3 separate regions of the Mus musculus genome follow, and all the other regions are linked to region 1. A link is a contact called in public ChIA-PET data. All regions are on one chromosome and are shown on one strand. Each heading gives the region's core, a stretch centred on a gene start, on an enhancer-like site or on the middle of the called end of the contact. The rest is flanking DNA. Distances are from core to core; before and after follow the strand shown. Region 1 overlaps Sipa1l2 (signal-induced proliferation-associated 1 like 2). Region 2 has its middle 5.1 kb from the start of Gm30713. Region 3 has its middle 48 kb from the start of Gm30713.

Region 1 (3,574 bases), core at 130-2,629:
GACCTAGGAATCAGAGAGCTACTTTGTCCCAGGACACACCTGCCACATGAGAGTAAACTGTGGAGCACTTACCCAAAGAGGCCGCTCAGAGAGGGCTTAAAGAGAAGGAATGAAGCGCCTGTTTTAAAGGAAAACAGAACTGCCCTGCTTCTTACACAGAACACAGGCCTTCAGACAGGTGACACCATCGGCCCCGCCCTTGGCTGGTACCTGACATCTCACGGTGCCTTGCCTGGGCTCTGCAGAGCTTTTGATGGGATGAGTGCTGAGTGAGTCGCAGCCTCTCCTCGTGTGTGAACTTGTTTATTATTTCCAATATGATGACTACTGACAGATCTCACATAAACAAAACAAACATCTCTGAGGTCCTCAATGATTTGTAAGGATGGAAAAAACCTACAAACAACAAGAACCTACAATTAAACTGGCCCAGAGTCAGTATCCTCAAACATCATTAAGGCAGCAGCTCCCTTGAGGAAACACACAGGGGCGATGAATGGGAAAGAATTTGCTCTGTGAAGAAAGGAAGTGAGCTAACATTTTCGAATTGTCTGACAGACAATGCAAAGGTGGTCCCATTTTAATTCACCAAGTCAGATACCTATTCACTGAGGCTTCTTTCAGGGTCAAACGCTTAAGAGGTTTGAACATTTGGGTCTCTGAGTCTCCGACTGACTAGCAGCCCAGGCACTACAGAGGCATGCAGTATGTAAATTCATCCAATTAGCTCCCTGCCCCTGGTGCTGTCTCCCAAGTTCACTAGCATCTCACTGCACCGTCTCTGTCACCACTGACTGAGAGACTTCTCACTCAATTATTGATTTTCCTGCCAATTAATTACCATAGCGGGAGTCACTCGGGCTTAGCTTCGCAGGGATTTTCTCCTCAGTCTCCTTTCTGGAGTCGGGGGAGGGAGGAGGGATCAAAATAATTGAAACCCTGAGGATGAGACAAGTTCTAAAAAACATCTTCTGCATAACTTGCAAACAGTTCAGTTGTCACCAGACACTTGAGTGGGCACAGACTTGTTTCCTACTTGGTCCCAGGCTTGGATGTTTTCCAGGGAGAAATTTGCTCAATCCTGCCAACAACTTTACTACACGAATCCCAGGAGAAATGAGGTTTTTCTGCGTCCAAGGGAGGGATGCTGAGTGACTGTGTCTGGTTCATAAAAGTGAGATGCGTGAGGTACACGCATGAGAAAAAGAAACAATTTCTCACTATCACCTCCAAAGGAAAGGCGGATTTACTTCCTGAAGTACTGACTGCTCGGCCAACGGTGCTTCCTGATGCGAGACTTATGGGGTGACAGGGATGCCACACACAGAGATGCAGCATGTCTCCGGCAAAGGCTTCCTCCACAGGGTCTCCTGAGTCCATGGGGGTATGTGTGTGATCCACACACCCAGTACTTCCCACTCTCCCACCCTATGCCTCACCAGGGAACTGAGACCCCAGGACACACAATGTGACAGGCCACCCCATCTCCTGATGTGGCTTTACTGTGAAATGCCCCCCACAGGCTCAGGAACATCAGGCCTCCAGCTGATGGCTTTGTTTTGGGAGGTTAGGAACCTTTAGGAGGTGGGGCTTCATAGGAGGAAGCAGGTTTCTAGCCTTGAGGTTTATAGCCCAACCCTCTTCCTGTCTGGTCTTTACTTCCTGGTCCACTGAGATGAAAGCAAGCAGCTAGGTGCTCTTGCTGCATGCCTTGCCCCCGTGACAGACCAGATCTTTCCAGTGTGGAAGCAAAAGTCCTTCCTCCATTAAGTTGCTTCTGTCCACAACCACAGCAACAAGAATAGTAATGAATCCCTCTGCCAAGTCTACCCTCACTCCAGGGTTTTACCACTGCCTGCTTCTGCGGCCTGTCTCAGGAATGCCCACAAGAACTAAGCTTCAACAACTGACAGCAAGATACATCAAGGGGAAATTTATATTTGCACACAGCCTGAGTTTGAGACAGTAAACAAGTTACCAAAGCTCAATACAACTAAAGGAGAAAGAAACTTAGTTCACTGAGAACAAGGCAACAGCAAGGCTGACAGAGGAGGAGAGCAAGCCTGTGCTCAGACGCTCTTCTGGAAGGGGGAGGGAGCACACAGAAAAGACAGTGGACTCGACAGCCACGTGAATCAAACGCCAGCATCTCCTCCAGAAGCTGAGCTTGGCCAGGAGCTGTGCACAGCCAGAAGCTGTAGTCAGGAGCTGTGCACAGCCAGAGGCCAGCCTGTAGAAGCAGCTACTCACCAACAGCCGCTCCTCCCTAGGCCTGGCTGCTCCACAAGAAAGCTGGAATGAGACCCTGTACTTCCTGAACACCAGAGAGAGACACGATGTCCAGTGTGGTGCACATGCACCAGGTCAGTAGCCAGGGGCAACCGAGATCTACCAGGTGCGCATGCAGGCAAACAGGCCAGGCTTCCAGGCTGTCTCCATGCAATGTACAACATAGAAAAGGCAATGAACCTCGGCCCCTCTGGAGGTCTAGCAGAGAAAAAAAGCCCAGTAACTCAGTGTATGTGGGGTGGGAGTGGTGCTCTTGGTCCTGGACTACAGACAACAGAGGGTGAACTGCAGAGGCCCCTGCCTTCTGTGGGCCCTGCCTTCAGATGCTGGTCTAAAGGATGGGTAACCAGGGGCATCTGAATGGGAAGATGTGGTAATGAAAAGTTAGCAGCTGCCTGCCTGGAGCTCAAGTATTTTGGACGCTCCCGTTTCCCAGACTAAACCAGAAAATTATCCAGCTATTTGCACTGCAGAGCAGAGGTGCCCAATGGTGGTAGTAAAGTTTTCCACTAGAGCAGGTCAGAGATGGAGCCACCCCCGTGGGAGTTGCACTGACCAGGCAGCCCAAGGCTGTTGTAACTGCACAGCGGATGTGAGCTGTGCCAGCTCTGACCCCATCTGCCTGATAGGCTTTGGAATCCCCAGGGAACTGCCTCTGCAGCCTAGGATGCAGTTGGTTGGGTCCACGTGCCATCCACGGGCAGAGCTGTGCTTGGACTCTAACCCGTGTCTGGTGGGAACCCGCGTTGCTTCTACAGTACTTTTGTCTTGTAAGCCCTTTCTCTGGCTAGCTACCAACAGCGAGGGCTTTCTCTTAGTGCTCTCTCTCTCTCTCTCTCTCTCTCTCTCTCTCTCTCTCTTCTCTGTGAGAACCAAGTAGAACAAGTACACTTTTCATGTCCCAAGTGTGTGTGTGTGTGTGTGTGTGTGTGTGCATGTACACACTCATATGAAGACCAGGGATCACCATAGGGTGTTGTTCCCCATTGACCTTGCTTTCTGAGACAGTCTATCAACGGACCTGGAGTTCAGGGTTAGGCTAAGGACTCTGCCTGTCTCTGCTTCCCAGGACTGTGGCTTTTTTTATCTGGGTCCTGGGGTCAGTCAGGCCTCATACTTCCACAGCAAGCATTTGCAGACTAACCTGTCTTCCTAACCCTTTCCCATTCTCACTTTTAATTTCCTAAAATATGTTCAGACACTCACGAAGAAATGCAACACAGTTGAAATGGCAAGACTCTTGGCCTCTAAGGCCACCTGTCATGGAAGGCCACTCCCATAGACT
Region 2 (3,912 bases), core at 1,215-3,714, 140 kb before region 1:
CTATAAGTGAGTTCAATAAGCCATGGGTTCACCACGGTGGACTCTGCAGGTATCACTCCTTTGCTCTGTTTCCACACTATCTTGGGGAGACATGTTTGTTTCCTTCAGGAAAATTAATGAAACACGAGGTATCAAGAGTGTGTCTGATCCTCAGAGACAGAGCAGCGTTCCACAGGAAGAGCCCTGTGGGGAATCTTGGAGGACGCTCTGGCCCCTGCCTGGCCTTTCTGCACTTGGTTCAGAATGACTCTGACATTCCTTGTCAAGCTTCTTGTATGTCATCTGCATTGTGACTGACCTCCTCGCTTCAAGTGCGAGTGTGAATGATAGTCCTAACTCAGGCTTCCTGCCAGATATAGAGACTGTCAGCTGAGGCTGTGTTCTGGCACCGACTCTCCACCCCTTTTGGATAAAGCTGGAGGATAAAAAGCTGGCTCTTTATGGACAGTAGCCAGTTGTCCAGACGCACTCAACCATATGACTACAGAAACATTTGAGGTTGTGTTCAAAACAAGGAGAGCTGTCGTGTTGTGGATCTGGGCACATGGTTTAGAGGCAGTGGACCCAATGGGTCTCAGTCACATGACACAAGCTCTCTGGTTATAGACCTGTCTATCCCTGCAACCCATTTTTAAGGGAGGGATGTAATTTCTACCACTGTTATTTCTGCTAGCTTAAGATCTCACAGAGCTGAAGTATATGGCCCCATGTCACTCAGGGGCTGCCTCTCGTTGTGTGTGGCTGATATGTGGCTATCAGTAAGGATGGTGTGGGGGTGTTCTAGGAGGACCAGGGGCTGGTGGAAGACAGAAGATACACATCACACAGCGATTCCTGTTTACTTCCATTTAAAAAAATAGTAGTGTTTGTGTGTATGCATGTGTGCGCGCATGTGTGGTCAGACATATGCCACAGCATGTGTAGAGGTCAGAGGACAACTTGTGAGAGTCAGTTCTCTCCTTCTACCATCTGGGTCTAAGGCGTGAACTCAGGTCATCGGACTTGGTGGCAGGCGGGTGCCTTTTCCTGCCATCTTGCTGGCCCCTGTTTACTTCCTTTTAACAAAATCATCCCTGTTTGAATAGTCCTAATTAATTCTTGCTTTTTTCCACACAGAGTTCAGTAAAAAGGAAACATTCATATAAAAATCCGGATTTTCCTCTTCCTGGGCTCAGCCATCCCAGTACTAATTGCTGGCCAGGAAGGGCCCAAAATAGCAAGGCTGCCAGTCCCTGCCTGGGCCCGGAGCCAGATCCCCAGAGAGAATGCAGGACGAAAGGGAGAGAATACTTGGGAACAGCCAAGCTCCTTCTAACGGCCTCGTCTGCGGAGTCAGGCATTGCCACCTGTCCCCAGTGCTTCTCTTTAATTACTGTGAGGCTGCTCTGTGACTGTCACCAAGGATGCTACCACTGCTGTTCTCAGCATAGTAGGGCCTGATGCAGGCTCAAGAAAGAGAGCCATTCCCAGGTAGATTTAGTCCTTTGTTGGCAAATCCCTATAGCATCCTTCCCCTGGGATACAGTACCAAGGCCTTCTGGCTCCATCTAGGCACACGAGAAGCCTGCATCTTTGGTGTCTGGCAGAAGATGCTGCCTGGGGTGGGGCGGGGAGGGCGGGGGTAGGAAGCAGCACTGGATGGATGGATGACATCAGCTGGAGCCCGTCCCCAGTGAGGATGCTGATGCTAGTTAATAACTAGCAGGACCCCAGTGGATGACACCATCTGCAGCTGAGCTGACGAATTAAGGTCTAAGCAGTGGGGGCTAGAGAGAACATTTTGGAAACAGGGCTGACAGGGATGCACACGTGAAGGGATTTTTTTTTTTAATTGCACTATTCTCAAAGGCATTCTGTTCCAGCCAACTCTGCCTGGCTGTCGGGTTGTGCTTTTGAGGACACAGCAGGGCAGACTGCTGTTGATGAGTCTGGGATTATGGAATCTCATTTCCACCTTAGCCTGAAACAGCAAAGCTGTATGAGTTCAGAAGAGGTTTCATAAACATTTCTGGACCTTGGGGATTTTTGTTTGTTTTATTTGTTTTTGTTTTTAATTATTTACAAAATGAAAGCAGCGGCATGTATCCATCAAGATTTTTGGATTAGCACAAGAGGAGATGGGTGAAACTGTCATTTCCTTTTGCTTAAAACAGCAAGGTTTCTGTCCTTAGGCAGAATGGGGGAGCAGTGTCTTAGTTGTAGGAGGGAGCAATGAGCTTGGGAGAAATAAATGTAGCTGGGTTGTCGCAAGGGCCCCTGCATGCAGGGTCTTACATGTCGTCCGTGGTCCCTTCCGATCTCTTACCTCTCTGTTTGAGGCTTCCGTCTCTTTCTGTGAAGATTAACTTCCTCCGCAAGTCAGCTCTTAAAACTCAAGTCAAAGGACAACCCCCAACTTCCCCACTTATTCTTGGTGGGTACACAGCTTTCTTCAGCTTACTTCTCAGGGGAAACATCTGATTGGCTCGTTCTTGATCAGGTGGCCAGCTCTCATCCAATTAAATTCCCTGCAAGACGTACCTAGCAGAGAGAGACTACATCCTGAAAGCTAGGAAATGGTTCTAGAGGGTGGAGGGCTGCTCTGTTCAGGGCTTTGTAACCTACAGAGGGCATAATGGACATGAAGTCTGGGTGGCAATGATACCAGGACCTTTGGCATGGGTCCCTGCACTTTTGCACCTGTGCCTTTAAGAACTCTTACCCATCTGAGCTGCCCTCAGCAGCGGTTTAGTGGACCGACCCCCAAGAAAGAGCCAGAAACAAATCCCTACTCTGAAGGTCATTTGGAATGTGGGCAGAGACACCACTCTGAATAACAATCAGAGGCGATGAGAGGTTTTTACTCAGGTGGGAAGACGTTTGGCTTCTTGGTGGACTTGACTACAGACGAAGATCCTCATCAGGAGGAGACCTTGGACTGAGGCAGCCACTGCTGTGGTCTGTGACCTCTGCAGGGTGCCCTTCCAAGGACATTAGCTACCAGGAAATTAACACTTCGCAAGTATAGGGTAGAGACCTCGGGGGTTGCTTGCTACAGGGCTGGGGAAGAAGCTCATGGCTTTAATGTTGGTTTCAGGGAGATGAGCTCACTTCCTGCATTGCACACTGAAATTCCATTCCTTTAGGTAGGGCCTGGACTCCTCTGAGCATCAGCCTGGACACTTTCACCCATGGGTTGGCTGCTTTTCTCATCTTTGTCATAAGATCTGGATAAAGCAGCTTGAGGGAAGATATATTCATTTTGGTTAAAGGGAAAACAGTCTTGCTTGGTAGGGAAGGTTCTGTGGCAAGAACAGCTTGTGGCTTTGGTTGGAGGAAGCAGAGAGGGGCAGGAAGCAGGGCTGGGCTGTAAATTCCAAGATCTGCCCTCAGGGACCACTTCCAAAAAAAAGGCTCTGTACTGGCTAGTTTTGTGTCAACTTGACACAGCTGGTGTTATCACAGAGAAAGGAGCTTCAGTTGAGGAAATGCCTCCATGAGATACAACTGTAAGGCATTTTCTCAATTAGTGATCAATTGTGGGTAGGACCATCTCTGGGCTGGTAGTCTTGGGTTCTATAGGAGAGCAGGCTGAGCAAGCCAGGAGAAGCAAGCCAGTAAGTAACATCCCTCCATGACCTCGGCATCAGCTCCTGCTTCCTGACCTGTTTGAGTTCCAGTCCTGACTTCCTTGGTGATGAACAGCAGTATGGAAGTGTAAGCCGAATAAACCCTTTCCTCCCCAACTTGCTTCTTGGTCATGATGTTTGTGCAGGAATAGAAACCCTGACTGAGACAAATTGGTACCAGCATAGTGGGGTATTCCTGTGACAACCTGACCATGTTTTGGGGAGGACTGTGGAAGGACTTTGGAACTTTGGGCTTGAAGATCCATTCGTTTTTAAGAGCTCTGTCAGATGTTGTGTAGGAGCT
Region 3 (3,825 bases), core at 701-3,200, 190 kb before region 1:
ACACCTGGAAGGCTGAAGCAGGAGGACTTGGAGTTAAGTCTGCCGGTGCTACATGGTAAGACCAGCCAGGCCTATACAATGACACTGTCTCAAAACAAACAAACAAGTGTGTTTGGCCCACATTCAGAAGAGAGCCGCTGGTAGTCGCTGGGCACAGGGGCACGGAGCACTGAGGTCTTCTTCGAGGATCTCCGCCGTATTTCATTTCGGCTAATTCTAATTCTGTAATGAATAATTGATGATTCAATTTCATCTTAAGTAGCCACACGCGGCGTGGCTGCGTGCGAGGCAGCAAAAGCTGTGTGCTTTTAGAGGCGATTTGTTACGGAGAGGAAGGACAAAGGAAGAGCGTCGTGTGAGCACAATGCCACATCGGGCATCTTTCCTTCGCAGTCTTGATGAAATTTCGGAAGAGCAAGGAGCCGGCGAGAGTCGCTTGTAGCTGTGGATGGGGAGGGAGACCTACTGGACTCCTGCATGTCCCTCATCCCACGGGGACTCTAACTTTATAACAGCTGTATTTTATTTTAATCGATTTACAGCACAGAAAAGGGCAATCTTTTGTTTTTGTTTTTGTTTTTTAACTCTTTCCTCTCATTCTCTGTGTGTCTGTGTGTGTCCTAGGTCGCTGTGTGTTAACTATCAGGTTAAGTCTTTGGGATGTGTTAATGCAACAGACCCCACCCCCACCCCCATCCCCACCCCCAGCTTCCACCAACCCAGAAGCTCCAAATGCCAGCAGGCAGCACCTAAGCACACGGAGCCAAGTGAGTTTTCCCTCATTTGCTATAACCAAGCTACCCAGTATTTCCACTAATGTGTTTTTAAAACTGCCTTGCCTCACAACTTCCCTTTGCTCTGTAGCTCCCTAACACTCTTTCCACACTGGAATGTGCTCTCCGAGGTGACCAGAATCTCATTCCCAGACTATGTTCATTGTGACAGCTAATCGGGTTCCTGCCTTGGGTCCCTTTGATGGTGGATGTGGTGGTTTGAATGGGTTTGGCCTATTCATGTGTGTTGAATCCTTGGCCTTACAGAGTAGCACTATTAGGAGGTGTGGCCTTGTCAGAGGAAGTGTGCCACTGTGGGGGTGAGTTTTGAGGTCTTTATGCTCAGGCTCCACCCAGTGAGAAGAGAAACTCCTAACTGCCTTCAAATGAGGACGTAGAACTCTTGGCTCCTCCTGCACCATGTCTGCCTGGATGCTGCCTTGGTTCCCATCATGATGATAATGGACTGAACCTCTGAACCTGTAGGCCAGCCCCAGTTAAATGTTGTCCTTTATAAGAGTTGCCTTGGTCGTAGTGTTTCTTCACAGCAATGAAACCCTAACTATAACAGTGGACTCTATTATCTGTAAACCAAACAAACCTTTACCTTCCCTGTTACTTTTGGTTATGGTGTTTACCACAGCAACAGAAAGCCAAAAAGGACAGTCATACCTATTTGGCTTGAGATTAATCTATCTCTTACTCTTCCTGAAGAGAGAGCTATATTTTGGGTCAGGAGCTATGTATCGAGATAAAACAAAGTGAACAAAGAGACAGTCTCATAATTCAAACTTGCAACATTATTCTTGTGCATAACAAAGAGAAACAGAACAGACACTCTGAACTAGCGAGCAAGCACTGCAGAAATTAGGAACTGACAGATAAGCCTGCTCCAACCAGGGCCCTTTGATGTGGGCATCTGCGCGCTATCTGGGCCTCTGAACATATCAATAAACTTTGATGTGAGGAGAACCGGGTGGTAGGAAGTGTGCGCTGTTACGTTTGTGTTTGTTTAGCTGCAGTACACAAACGCCCCCGGGGCTCCCGGGTACATTCTGGGGCTGTGGCTTCTGGCATTTCAGAATTCCTTCAGCTACTCATCTTCCATCCTGGGAGTCTTTCCTGGAGCCTTTGGAAATCAGATTGCTGCCTGCAAAGTACGTCTACAGAACGGAGTGCAGCTAGGATCTCGCAAAAAGTGATAGGCAGCGAGGAAGAGCTGAGTCACCCGAGATGGACAGTGTAGGCGTTGCTTCTTCCATTATATCTAAATTACCTTCTCCTTTACGTTCGGTTTATTTATGGGTGTGCACACAGGCAAAGAATGGCTATTAGGGCTGTAAACTGAGACAAATACAGAGATTGATAGCCTTAAAAATAGTCCACGAGGGAATTCAGGGTCTTGTTTAACCATCTCTGAAATGTGTCTCCTCCAGCATTCGCGGGTGTTATAAAATTTATAAGCCTGGGATCACACTGCCCATGTGGTTCACAAAGGCAGGACTGGAAGTTCATCTCAGAATTCCACATCTGAAGGGAGCCTCTCGGTGACATTCTGAGTGGGTGTCACCTTAGCACACTGTCCGTGTCTGAAGGTCATGGAAGCCAGACTCAGAGCTGGAATTCAAACGGTACCACCATCAAGAAGTAAGGTCTGGGAGGAAAGAGGAGTCTGCTCACTGGCCAGAGGAGGGCAGGGCAGGACCACTGCCCCCTGAGGCAGAGGTGGAGCCTCTTCCCGCATTCAGGCAGGTTCCGCAGGTTGGCAGGAGCTTCTTGTTAAACTTCAAGGAACTTTGCAATTCTGTTTTTATACATAACCGCTATGAATCCAGCTGAGTGCACACCTGTGACTCTGGCACTCAGGTTTTCAAGGTCAGCCTTGGCTGCCTAGCAAGTCAAAAGCCAGCCTGGGCTACATGCAAGCCTGTCTCAAAAACAAAATCAACAACTCAATTGCAAAGTTGCATCGCACAGAAATATTTTTTTAAGAACTGAGTTAATTCTTGCTGAATATCCTGGTTGTGGGATGGTCACCAAGTAGGGCCTGGCTGGTAAAAGCAGGTCACTGAGGGCAGGCCTTAGAAAGTTCTCCCCAGCCTCTAATCCCAGACCACTGCGCCCAGTCCACCACGATGTGAGAAATTCATAGGCTCCCTCTACCATGCCCTCCCACCATCGTTGACTGAGACCATGTGCTAAAACAACCCTCTCTTAAGTTGTTCTTGTCAAGTATTCCTGTCATGGTGACACAAAGGTAAGAAAAATGGGGTCAGGCAACCTTATCAACTTGAGTATTCTCCTGCAGTGGTTTGTTGAGCATGACCTTAAAAAGCCCTGTGTAGCCTTCATGTATGTTTTCCTGTGTGTATTTCATGTGTGTTTTCCTGTGTTGCCTTCATGTATGTTTTCCTATGTGGTCTTCATGTATGTTTTCCTGTGTGGTCTTCATGTATGTTTTCCTGTGTGGTCTTCATGTGTGTTTTCCTGTGTGGCCTTCATGTGTGTTTTCCTGTGTAGACTTCATGCCCCTTTTCCTGTTTTTTTGTCCTTTGGGTTTGGGTGGAAGGGTCAGAAGTCCAGGAGGGCTGAACAGTTTGCGTGGAACTCTTCATGATGGATAGAACACTCCTTCCCATGACACCCCTCTTACATTTAGATTGGAGTCAGATTCTTACGTGTGTCCAAGATCCATCTATAGTAGAAGTTAACAGGTAAATAAGCAATTTCTTCCTTTATTTTCTGCCCTTCTATGATACTCAAAGGTAGAAATCAGAGCATTACAGACTCCACTGTGAGCAGGAGCTGGCAGAGGGTATGAGAGAGTGTTCTGTGTAACAGGCCCTGTCTTCCTTAGCTGGGGTCATCTAATTAGGCGGCTGCTGGCATTCATTTTCCCAGCTGCCTGTGGTGGGCATCATGAAACTGAAGCATGGAGCTATGGAACTCACTGCAGCAAATTTCCAACCAGTCTTAAGAATGAAACAGTCTTGCCACCCACAGGGCTCTATCTCCCATGGACATGAGTGGCTAGGTTAAAGTATGAAATATA

The links. ChIA-PET counts read pairs in DNA pulled down with a chosen protein or histone mark.
Region 2: an RNA polymerase II ChIA-PET map of memory CD8 T cells shows a contact between it and region 1, with 19 read pairs. The contact joins two enhancer-like sites. A contact is called at or near these places in 3 of 115 datasets of contacts at active chromatin or transcription factors (embryonic stem cells, epiblast stem cells and memory CD8 T cells).
Region 3: a contact with region 1 is called in an RNA polymerase II ChIA-PET map of memory CD8 T cells, with 31 read pairs. The contact joins two enhancer-like sites. A contact is called at or near these places in 1 of 484 Hi-C or Micro-C datasets (the HL-1 cell line), 6 of 115 datasets of contacts at active chromatin or transcription factors (cardiomyocytes, effector CD8 T cells, epiblast stem cells and 3 more) and 1 of 9 other capture datasets (embryonic stem cells).

What each region holds. Positions count from the first base shown.
Region 1 is chr8:125,530,187-125,533,760 of GRCm38.p6, forward strand. The region is part of intron 1 of Sipa1l2 (signal-induced proliferation-associated 1 like 2); the gene reads right to left. The region is part of intron 2 of 4930566D17Rik (a long non-coding RNA gene); the gene reads left to right. Among named protein-coding and RNA genes, the nearest start is that of 4930566D17Rik, 9.6 kb to the left of the region's middle. Within about 2 kb of position 1,380, at least 99 of the 459 cell types and tissues checked have an H3K27ac peak or open chromatin away from gene starts, as enhancers often do. A contact at or near this core is called in effector CD8 T cells and memory CD8 T cells, where this site is marked.
Region 2 is chr8:125,389,042-125,392,953 of GRCm38.p6, forward strand. No RefSeq gene overlaps it. Among named protein-coding and RNA genes, the nearest start is that of Gm30713, 5.1 kb to the left of the region's middle. Within about 2 kb of position 2,465, at least 117 of the 459 cell types and tissues checked have an H3K27ac peak or open chromatin away from gene starts, as enhancers often do. A contact at or near this core is called in memory CD8 T cells, where this site is marked.
Region 3 is chr8:125,335,946-125,339,770 of GRCm38.p6, forward strand. No RefSeq gene overlaps it. Among named protein-coding and RNA genes, the nearest start is that of Gm30713, 48 kb to the right of the region's middle. Within about 2 kb of position 1,951, at least 58 of the 459 cell types and tissues checked have an H3K27ac peak or open chromatin away from gene starts, as enhancers often do. A contact at or near this core is called in effector CD8 T cells and memory CD8 T cells, where this site is marked.